Linked DNA regions of Ovis aries: region 1 is linked to region 2. Evidence: chromatin contacts called from public Hi-C data. All regions are on one chromosome and are shown on one strand. The core of a region is the stretch at or near the end of the contact, and the rest is flanking DNA. Distances in the headings are between cores, read along the strand shown.

What was found. Hi-C and Micro-C count contacts between places; a contact is called where the count stands out from the background.
Region 1: a contact with region 2 is called in a Hi-C map of muscle, with 3 times the contacts expected there. The contact joins the promoter of FBXL13 here to the promoter of FAM185A in region 2. A contact is called at or near these places in 9 of 16 Hi-C or Micro-C datasets (hypothalamus, liver, mesenteric adipose tissue and 5 more).

The regions. Positions count from the first base shown.
Region 1 is chr4:45,850,416-45,854,546 of ARS-UI_Ramb_v3.0, forward strand. It overlaps FBXL13 (F-box and leucine rich repeat protein 13), which reads right to left and starts at 1,848. Exons shown (of 21, transcript XM_027968573.3): 1 at 1,679-1,848. The coding sequence starts at 1,753. ARMC10 (armadillo repeat containing 10) reads left to right here and starts at 2,157. Exons shown (of 6, transcript XM_012177422.4): 1 at 2,157-2,396. The coding sequence starts at 2,258.
Region 2 is chr4:45,544,105-45,548,724 of ARS-UI_Ramb_v3.0, forward strand. It overlaps FAM185A (family with sequence similarity 185 member A), which reads left to right and starts at 1,466. Exons shown (of 10, transcript XR_006059764.2): 1 at 1,466-2,141. It overlaps CCDC146 (coiled-coil domain containing 146), which reads right to left and starts at 1,158. Exons shown (of 17, transcript XM_060414653.1): 1 at 1,050-1,158.

The sequences.
Region 1 (4,131 bases), core at 598-3,097, 310 kb after region 2:
CCCTTTTTCATTCACCTCTTACAAACTTCCACTTTCTACCCACATATCAGTATTATGTCTTGTTCTCATATCCCACCCAGTCCTTAGAGTCCTAGGCCCATCACTTTAGGCACTCTCAAAAGCTTAGCTCCCTCCCCACTGCCCTTCCATTATATATGTGTGGCAAACTCCTATCCTGAATGAAATCAGCTCTTATTTGTATACTTAGGTCTGATTTACTGAGTGCTGCTTGAGAAAACCATGCAACTGGGAAGATAAATAGCAAGCTTTCTACACATTTTCAAATACAATTGTATAGAGGTAAAACATGAATGAAACTCATCATAAAAAAATTAAAACCCTACAGATGTATATGAAGTAAAAGATTAGACCCAAAACATTTGCTGTTAATAGTTTGCCATATATTCTATGCATATATTATTGTCTTACATATATATATACACATATAAAAACACACTTATATACATATACACATATGCATACAAGTATGAATTCAGGTAGCTAGATGTTAGTACACTTTGTTAGGCAATTTGCATTTTTGTCTTAAGGCACAGGTATATATTGTTCTACAGAATAGCCCATTCCCTTATTTAGACTTATTTACCACGTTCACTATGTGACAATGTTACAATGTATATACTTGTACATCCTTCTGGTTACATGTGCAAGTATGTCTCTAAAGTGGATCCTCAGAAGTGGAAATGCTTGGTTAAAGGGTATTCATATTTAACACTTTAATAAATATTTGAAAATTACCATCCCCAAAGGAGGGGGCTGTACTGAACTGCCCTCCCACTTGCGTAGGACAGTCACTCCCCCAGCTGGACTCTCAACACTGCCTCACCTTCCTTCTCTCTCCTTCCCTGGACTTCTAACTCTCCCTCCTTGTCTGAATAACTTAACTACTCAAAACTCCTTCTACAACTGCATCCCCTGCCAAACATCCTCAATCTTGACAAACATTTCACCTCATATTTGTAGAGAAAATGGAAGTCACCAGAAGATAATTTTATTGGATTTCTAACTCGGAGCCTACAAAGCCTACCCACCCCTTGTCCTGCTTCCTTCCTGTTACAAGATGGGTGGGGAAGGACAGTCTTTCCTCCCATTTAAGCCTTGGTTGTGTGGATCTTCCTTTCACACAAAGGGCTGACTGCTTTCTATCTAAAGATCTCAGTTTCCACTCCTCAGCTAACCTCAATCTATTTTCTGCCTTCATCACTCCATTGAAAACCCACACTTACCCTGGGCCAAATCCACTACAACTTTTCAAGTCTTTATCTTAGGTGACACTATTGCCCACTTTCTTCATAAAGCCATACTCTTCTGCTTTTCCTCCTCTATCTCCAAGGCATTTCATCCTCACTCCTCTAGTCCTTAGTTCCTCTTATCCAAATCTGGAAAGTTGGCGTTTGGGGTTTCTGTCCTGAGGTCTTTCCCCCTTTCTCCCTGGGAGATGTCATTCATCCCCCCTTTCAGCCACCTTCACCCCTCTGCTTCAACTCTCTGATATGTATGTTCAGCCCGGACCGCCGTCCTGTCCAAAGCTGACTTCATCTCTTCCCTTTTCGCTCCTCTTAACCTCCACTTCCTCTCTTCGCCAAACTCCAGTCCCTCCTCTGGGAATTCTCTGCCCATTCTTCCCTCTTCTAACTCCGCCGCCATGTGGCTCCAGTACCTCGCAGACCTGAGGAATGTAGTTCTCCCTGAAGTATTTCCTCAGCCTGGGGCTGGCCCGGCGCAGCGAGGCCATGACCTGAGCCCCTACTGAAATCCTGCGTGGCTCGCTGGCCCTCCCCACGCCCGGAGCAGCAAGAGCCACTCCTGAGCGAGGGGCTAGCGCGTCCCGGCGTTGCCACGGCAACCGCGCGGCGTGGGAGGAGGGGCTAGGCATTGCGTTGCCTCGCGCCCTCAGTGGCCTGCCCGGAAGAGGGGCGGGCCTCGGGCCGGGGCAGGGACCCGCCTCCGGGCGTCCGGGGCGGCCCCCGGCGAGTGCTCTCGGGGCGTGCAGTGCTTGCAGCGCTTCACCCAGTCTAGCTCGCCTCCAGCCGTGCCCCGCCCACTCTCCAGGAAGCCGCCAGGAAGCGTACGGGCTGAGTGGACTCTTTCACTTTTCAGCAGGGCGGTTTCTGAGAGGCGGAGTTCAGTCCCCCATTTCCTTTCTCCCGCGGCGTCATCCCGGGCGGCGGCGCCTGGACCCGCTGGCTCCGGACACTCCCGCGCCGGGCCCAGCGCTGTGCGCGGCCCCAGAGGTAGCATGGGCGGCGCCCGGGACGTGGGCTGGGTGGCGGCGGGCCTGATCCTCGCGGCCGGCGCCTGCTACTGCTTCTACAAGCTGACGCGGGGCCGGAGACGAGGCGGCCGCCGGCTTCGGCTGCGCCCCTCGCGGTCCGCAGGTAAGGCCACGGAGTCCCTGGCAGGTGGCGAGGACTGGGGCTGGGCCTTTCCCTGGATGAGGGGTTGCAAGAGCTCCCCGTCATTGTGTTTGATCTTTTAATGCGTTTGCTTGGAAGCTCTTGGCTTCCCTGCTGCTGCTGTTGCTAAGTCGCTTCAGTCGTGTCCGACTGTGCGACCCCACAGACGGCAGCCCATCAGGCACCGCTGTCCCTGGGATTCTCCAAGCAAGAATACTGGAGTGGGTTGCCATTTCCTTCTCCAATGCATGCATGCACGTTAAGTCGCTTCAGTCGTGCCCGACTCTGTGCGACCCCATGGACAGCAGCCCACCAGGCTCCTCTGTCCACGGAATTCTCCAGGCAAGAGTACTGGAGTGGGCTGCCATTTCCTTCTCTATGGCTTCCTTGTGCTGGGAGTAAATAAGAAGCCCAGCCAGGGAGGGAGGATGGTGAGAAGAGCCAGGTCGGGAAGCCCAGGTGCAAAAGGCGGATCTTAATTGGATGAGTGTAGGGTTCGATTCCCTACCTTCATTTCTTTTTTTGAAAATACCAGGATGGATAATTGCTGTAACTTTCTTGCCCAAGTCTGGTGGCACAGAGGAGGATTAAGTTTTCCAGAAGTGTGTAGATTGCCTTTCGCATTAAATCTTGCTCCTGACCTTTTTGTTACCAGAGTGTGTGTCTGGTGTTGCCCGGCCTGCAGCGATAGATGAAATTCTGCATGCGGTTAGCCTGGAAGGGACACCTGAGGGGCAGCTCTGAAAGGACGTACTTTGAAGTCACCGTGGTCTATGTATAAACAAAGTTTTCGAGACAGGAGATACAGATAGAACGCTTGTCTGCATTCAGGACAACCCTCCTGGCGGACAAGTGCATGATCAAGTTTGGGTCCAAAAGCTAATTGGTCCTTTCAAGATTCTAACAATTTGCTGATGTTCTGAGGGGATATTTCAGGTCATGGGAGTTGTTACAGAAATTGTTAAAAAATAAAACCTGCCAACCAAGAAATTCCTCCCTACAAATGTGGGAAAGAACTGAATAACTTTATTATCAAATAAGCATTTAACCAGATTGCTACACACATCTCTAGCAGTCTGCTAGTGGGATTTCAAAGACTGAATTCGCACCCCTGTAAGTATGTACGCAGGTGCAGCCTATTTCATATTATGTACATACCCTCATGATAAACAGTAATTTGTCCTTAAGAGGACTTAACTGAACCATTTGCTACACATGGTTCATTCTCAATTCACTGGTGGTTGAGATGGTGTTTGTGTTAGCTAATTACTTTTATATAGAGAAAAAAATAAAACTTCTCAGTGTCTTTATAACCATGTAGTCACAACATAGAACTAAGTACCAAGCTCAGACTCAAAACAGATAAGGAGATGGGGACTTCTTGATATTTACATTTCAAACAGATGACATCAGAGCCACTGAGAAAGGCTTTTTAGGTTGTAAACCAGCAAGAGGCTTAGCTTTTTAAAAGATGTACATTCATATCAAAGGGACAAAGGATCTACAGTTAGAAGTTTGCTCAAGGAAATCTTTGCAAAAAAGGGAGTAGGAAAAAGGTTCCTTTCCCTTCTGGCACAGGGGAAAAGAATCAGTTTTAAAAAAGATTTGTACTTATTCTTGCTGCCAAAGCTTAATTTGTTGTCTTTGTGTCAAAGATATTTCTGTATAAGTATTTAGTCAGGTGACCTGAACCCAGATACCTACTCACTTATACTTA
Region 2 (4,620 bases), core at 216-2,715:
GTCCAGCCAGTCCAACCTAAAGGAGATCAGTCCTGGGTGTTCATTGGAAGGACTGATGTTGAAGCTGAAGCTGCAATATTTTGGCCACCTAATGTGAAGAACTGACTCATTTGAAAAGACCCTGATGCTGGAAAAGATAGAAGGCAGGAGGAGAAGGGGATGACAGAGGATGAGATGGTTGGATGGCATTACCGACTCAATGGACATGACTTTGAGTAAATTCCGGGAGTTGCTGGTGGACAGGGAGGCCTGGTGTGCTGCAGTCCATGGGGTTGCAAAGAATCAGACACAGCTGAGTGACTGAACTGAACAGCTAAGTTGAATGCATTCTCAAGATGCTTAAACCAATGCCTTTCCCAAAGTTATTCCTGTGGGATTTTATTAAAAAGACAGTTTGAAGATCAGTTTGAATAATTATGGCGAAATGAAACACAAAGCCAAGGACAGAAGTAATATGCAGTGGGAACTTGATGAACCTAAAAGCTTGCCCCTATCATGAGTGAACCTTTATAAGGAGGGAGATGGACCAGGACAGAAAGGAGGAAAGGATAACTTAAGAAAAACACTGAATTTTTAAACAGGTAATGGCTTGCAAAGAACTCTGTGACTTGGGCCCCTGAGGACTTTAGCTCAGTTCATTAGGATTTTTAGATATAAAATAAAAATAGTATAAACTTCAACTTAGCCTGTGCACCGGTGTTCACATCCATTATTTCATTTGATCCCTAAAATTAAAAAAAAAAACAAACAAACAAAAAACAAAACCTTTGAGGCCAGACAAGGTATTATTGACCTAATTTTAAGAGCAAGCAGTTTAAACTCAGATACATTCAAAGACTGGCCTGAGGTCTTTTAGAGTCTGAAAGGAGACAGGACGCTAATGCTATTCCTATATTTTACTCTCGAAGAGGGAGTTTCCTTTGACAGCACTAATGAGTCTTTAACCTCTTGCAGAGGTATTCTCCATCCCAGGGTAACCCGAACTAATTTAATGACGCTTGGAGCTAACCACTCACTGAGGGTACTCCTATTTTAAATCACGGTCTCACCTTTAAAAGCGCAGTTTCTTAGCTCTTCTCTTCGTCCTGATTCTTATTTAGGCTCCTATTTTCCCTCAGACGATCTTCCTCCGTCTCACTCCAAAGCTCCACCCTCTTCGGAGAAGTCGCGTCCTCGGTATCCAAGGAAACCAAGCAGCCTGGCCCATCTTTTGCTTTCCTCCCTTTCCATTGGCCAGTGGGTTCCGGTGTAGGTTCCCCCCCTCCCCCCGCCCCCACGTCCCTCCAATGGCTAATGGGCTTGAGGGGAAAGCGCAGGCCTTCCGAGTTCCGTCCAACACCTGCCGTATCTACCCTCAGCATCCTGCGCATTGCCTTCTGGGAAATGTAGTTTCTCAGTTGCCCGAGCCATTCAACATCTGACCACCATTGGAACTACCTATCCCACCGGCCTTTGCGAAAGGGGCGGGAGTAGGCAAGGGGTTCTGGTCAGGATGGATTCTTAGAACTTTAAAATTGCAATTTGCCGCCCAGACCCGTGTAGCTGACGTTTACATTGCTGAATGAAGTGAGCGGTTTTGCTGTTGCTTCAGCAAACCCTCTTATCAAGCGTCTGTCTCCCTTTTGGCTTGGTCAGCACAGCGGCAAGCCGACTGGACTTGGAGAGACTAACCTGAGGCTGAAGTAATCTGTGGGAGAAAGAGGGGCACGCCATGTTCCCCTTCTCGGGACGGGGGCTGGGCTGCCTCCGGCTCTGTCTGCTCAGAGTGTGGGCCGGCGAGGCCACCGGGCGCTGGGCCTGTGGGACATGTCAGTCCCGGCTGTACGGCTCAGGTGGGTCCCAGCCCGAGGTCTCTAGGTCTGACCCTGCGCGCGGGACTCTGAAGGAGTGGGCGCTGCTGGTGAGCCCTTTCGGCCGTCTGCGGGCGCGGCTCCCATGCCACCTGACTGTGAGGCCCCTGGACCCCCTCACCTACCCAGACGGCGACCGCGTGCTGGTCACAGTGAGCGGAGTGGAGGGCGGGGCGCGGGCCCTGGCCGGCCTGCAGGTGAACTACGACGAGGCGCAGAAGGAGGTGACCATCGTGGCTGATGTCATCGACCACCGGGCGTCCGTGGAAGTGAACGCGCCCCTGAAGTTTGGCAAGTGATTGTAAAACGGGTTTGGGTCCCGGGGCACACCCTGTGAACTTCTGAAATTAGGCCGACGTGCATTTTTAATTTGTCCCTTTGGATCTGACTTTTCAACGTAATTTACTCTTGACCCCTTCAGAAGCTATGTCTTTTTTTTTTTTTTTCTGTTCTGCTTTAGGTTTCTGAGTAGCAGTTAGGAATTAAGTTTTCAGTTATAGCAATTTTATAAATCTAGTAGAAACATGATTTGGAATAACCTAAGCCACATAACATCTTTTTTTGTCGTATCCTCCTTTGACACTTTGTTCCTATTTGTGTTACTGCACTTTGTCCATTACAAAGTGTTTTATTTTTCAGGGTTAACGTATCTTGATAATCCACTCAGTGGCATGGCAGGCGGTCCACATTTCCACTTGCTCATGGCCTGCGGTCTGTTCCCCAAACAGCCTTGCCTATAGTATGTTTCGTATAGTCTGGACCAAGTGTTTGGTTTCTAATAGGCACCCAGCTTCTTACTGAAAACGTCAGCTTTCATTTTGGCCTAAGTAAATTTTGCAGAGTACATCATGAGAAACGCTGGACTAGAAGAAACACAAGCTGGAATCAAGATTGCTGGGAGAAATATCAATCACCTCAGATATGCAGATGACACCACCCTTATGGCAGAAAGTGAAGAGGAACTAAAAAGCCTCTTGATGAAAGTGAAAGAGGAGAGTGAAAAAGTTGGCTTAAAGCTCAACTTTCAGAAAACGAAGATCATGGCATCTGGTCTCATCACTTCATGGGAAATAGATGGGGAAACAGTGGAAACACTGTCAGACTTTATTTTGGGGGGGCTCCAAAATCACTATAGATAGTGACTGCAGCCATGAAATTAAAAGACACTTACTCCTTGGAAGAAAAGTTATGACCAACCTAGATAGCATATTCAAAAGCAGAGACATTACTTTGCCGACTAAGGTCCATCTAGTCAAGGCTATGGTTTTTCCTGTGGTCATGTATGGATGTGAGAGTTGGACTGTGAAGAAGGCTGAGCGCCCAAGAATTGATGCTTTTGAACTGTGGTGTTGGAGAAGACCCTTGAGGGTCCCTTGGACTGCAAGGAGATCCAACCAGTCCATTCTGAAGGAGATCAGCCCTGGGATTTCTTTGGAGGGAATGATGCTGAAGCTGAAACTCCAGTACTTTGGCCACCTCATGTGAAGAGTTGACTCATTGGAAAAGACCCTGATGTTGGGAGGGATTGGGGGCACGAGGAGAAGGGGACGACAGAGGATGAGATGGCTGGATGGCATCACTGACTCAATGGACATGAGTCTGAGTGAACTCTGGGAGTTGGTGATGGACAGGGAGGCCTGGCGTGCTGCGATTCATGGGGTCGCAAAGAGTCGGACACGACTGAGCGACTGAACTGAACTGAAGTAAATTTTCTGTGAGTTGCAGGCTTTGAAGGAAAACACATAGTTAGATTGCCCCAGAAAGGTCAATTGATAATGGCTGCCAGATATGTTTTCTAGGTGTTTTGAGTTCCATGTTATTTCTCACATGGAAGCCACAATTTCTGCGACACTTCTCTAGGAAAGTCTTCCCAAGTTCTCTGCCGTCCTAGGACTGAAGCAAAATACTATTAATGATCATAACAGCAGATAACACTCCTAAGATAATCTTTTCTAGTTACAGTTGTACTATATTATAGACACTGTTTTTGTCACCATTTTCGGTAAGAGAATTGAAATACAAGTTTGATGACCCCGTAGTGGTGAAAGAACCGACCTGTCAATGCAGGAGACTAGAGACAGTGATTCAGTCCCCTGGGTGAGGAAGATCCCCTGGAGGAGGGCATGGCAACCCACTCCAGTACTCTTGCCTGGAGAATCCTATGGACAGAGGAGCCTGGTGGGCTACCATCCACAGTATGGCAAAGAATTGGACATGACTGAAGCAACACAGCACAGCACAAGTTTCATATACTGAGTACTTATTATGGGTGAATAAGTAGAGGAGATCCATGCCCTCATGAAACTTAATTTCTAGTGGGATAGATAAAAAAATATGCCTGTTGTCTCTCAGATATAAGGTGGTGGAGCTGAGATTTGAACTGACTGAAGTCTGCTGAACAAGTACGCTTTATTGCTTCTCAACATTTTTTTTTTTTTTTAACTAACCTAGATGAGTAAGAGACCCTGATCTCAAAATATAAAAGCCTACGATGGGGAGGAAGATTTGCTAATGTGTTAGATAGTACAAAATAAACTGAATATTGAAATAGAGAAAAGCAAAATTTTATGGCAGCTCAGATAAAAATGAACTACCCAAACTTCATTATTTGTTGATTCCTCTTTTTAGAGCCAGAATCCCATTTCCAGACATAGTTCAGTTTTCTTCATACTCAACTCGTGTTCCTCCAGTTTCTATAACTGTTTCAATGAAAGAGTGAGAATAGCATTCAGTTCAGTCAGTTCAGTTGCTTAGTTGTGTCCAAATCTTT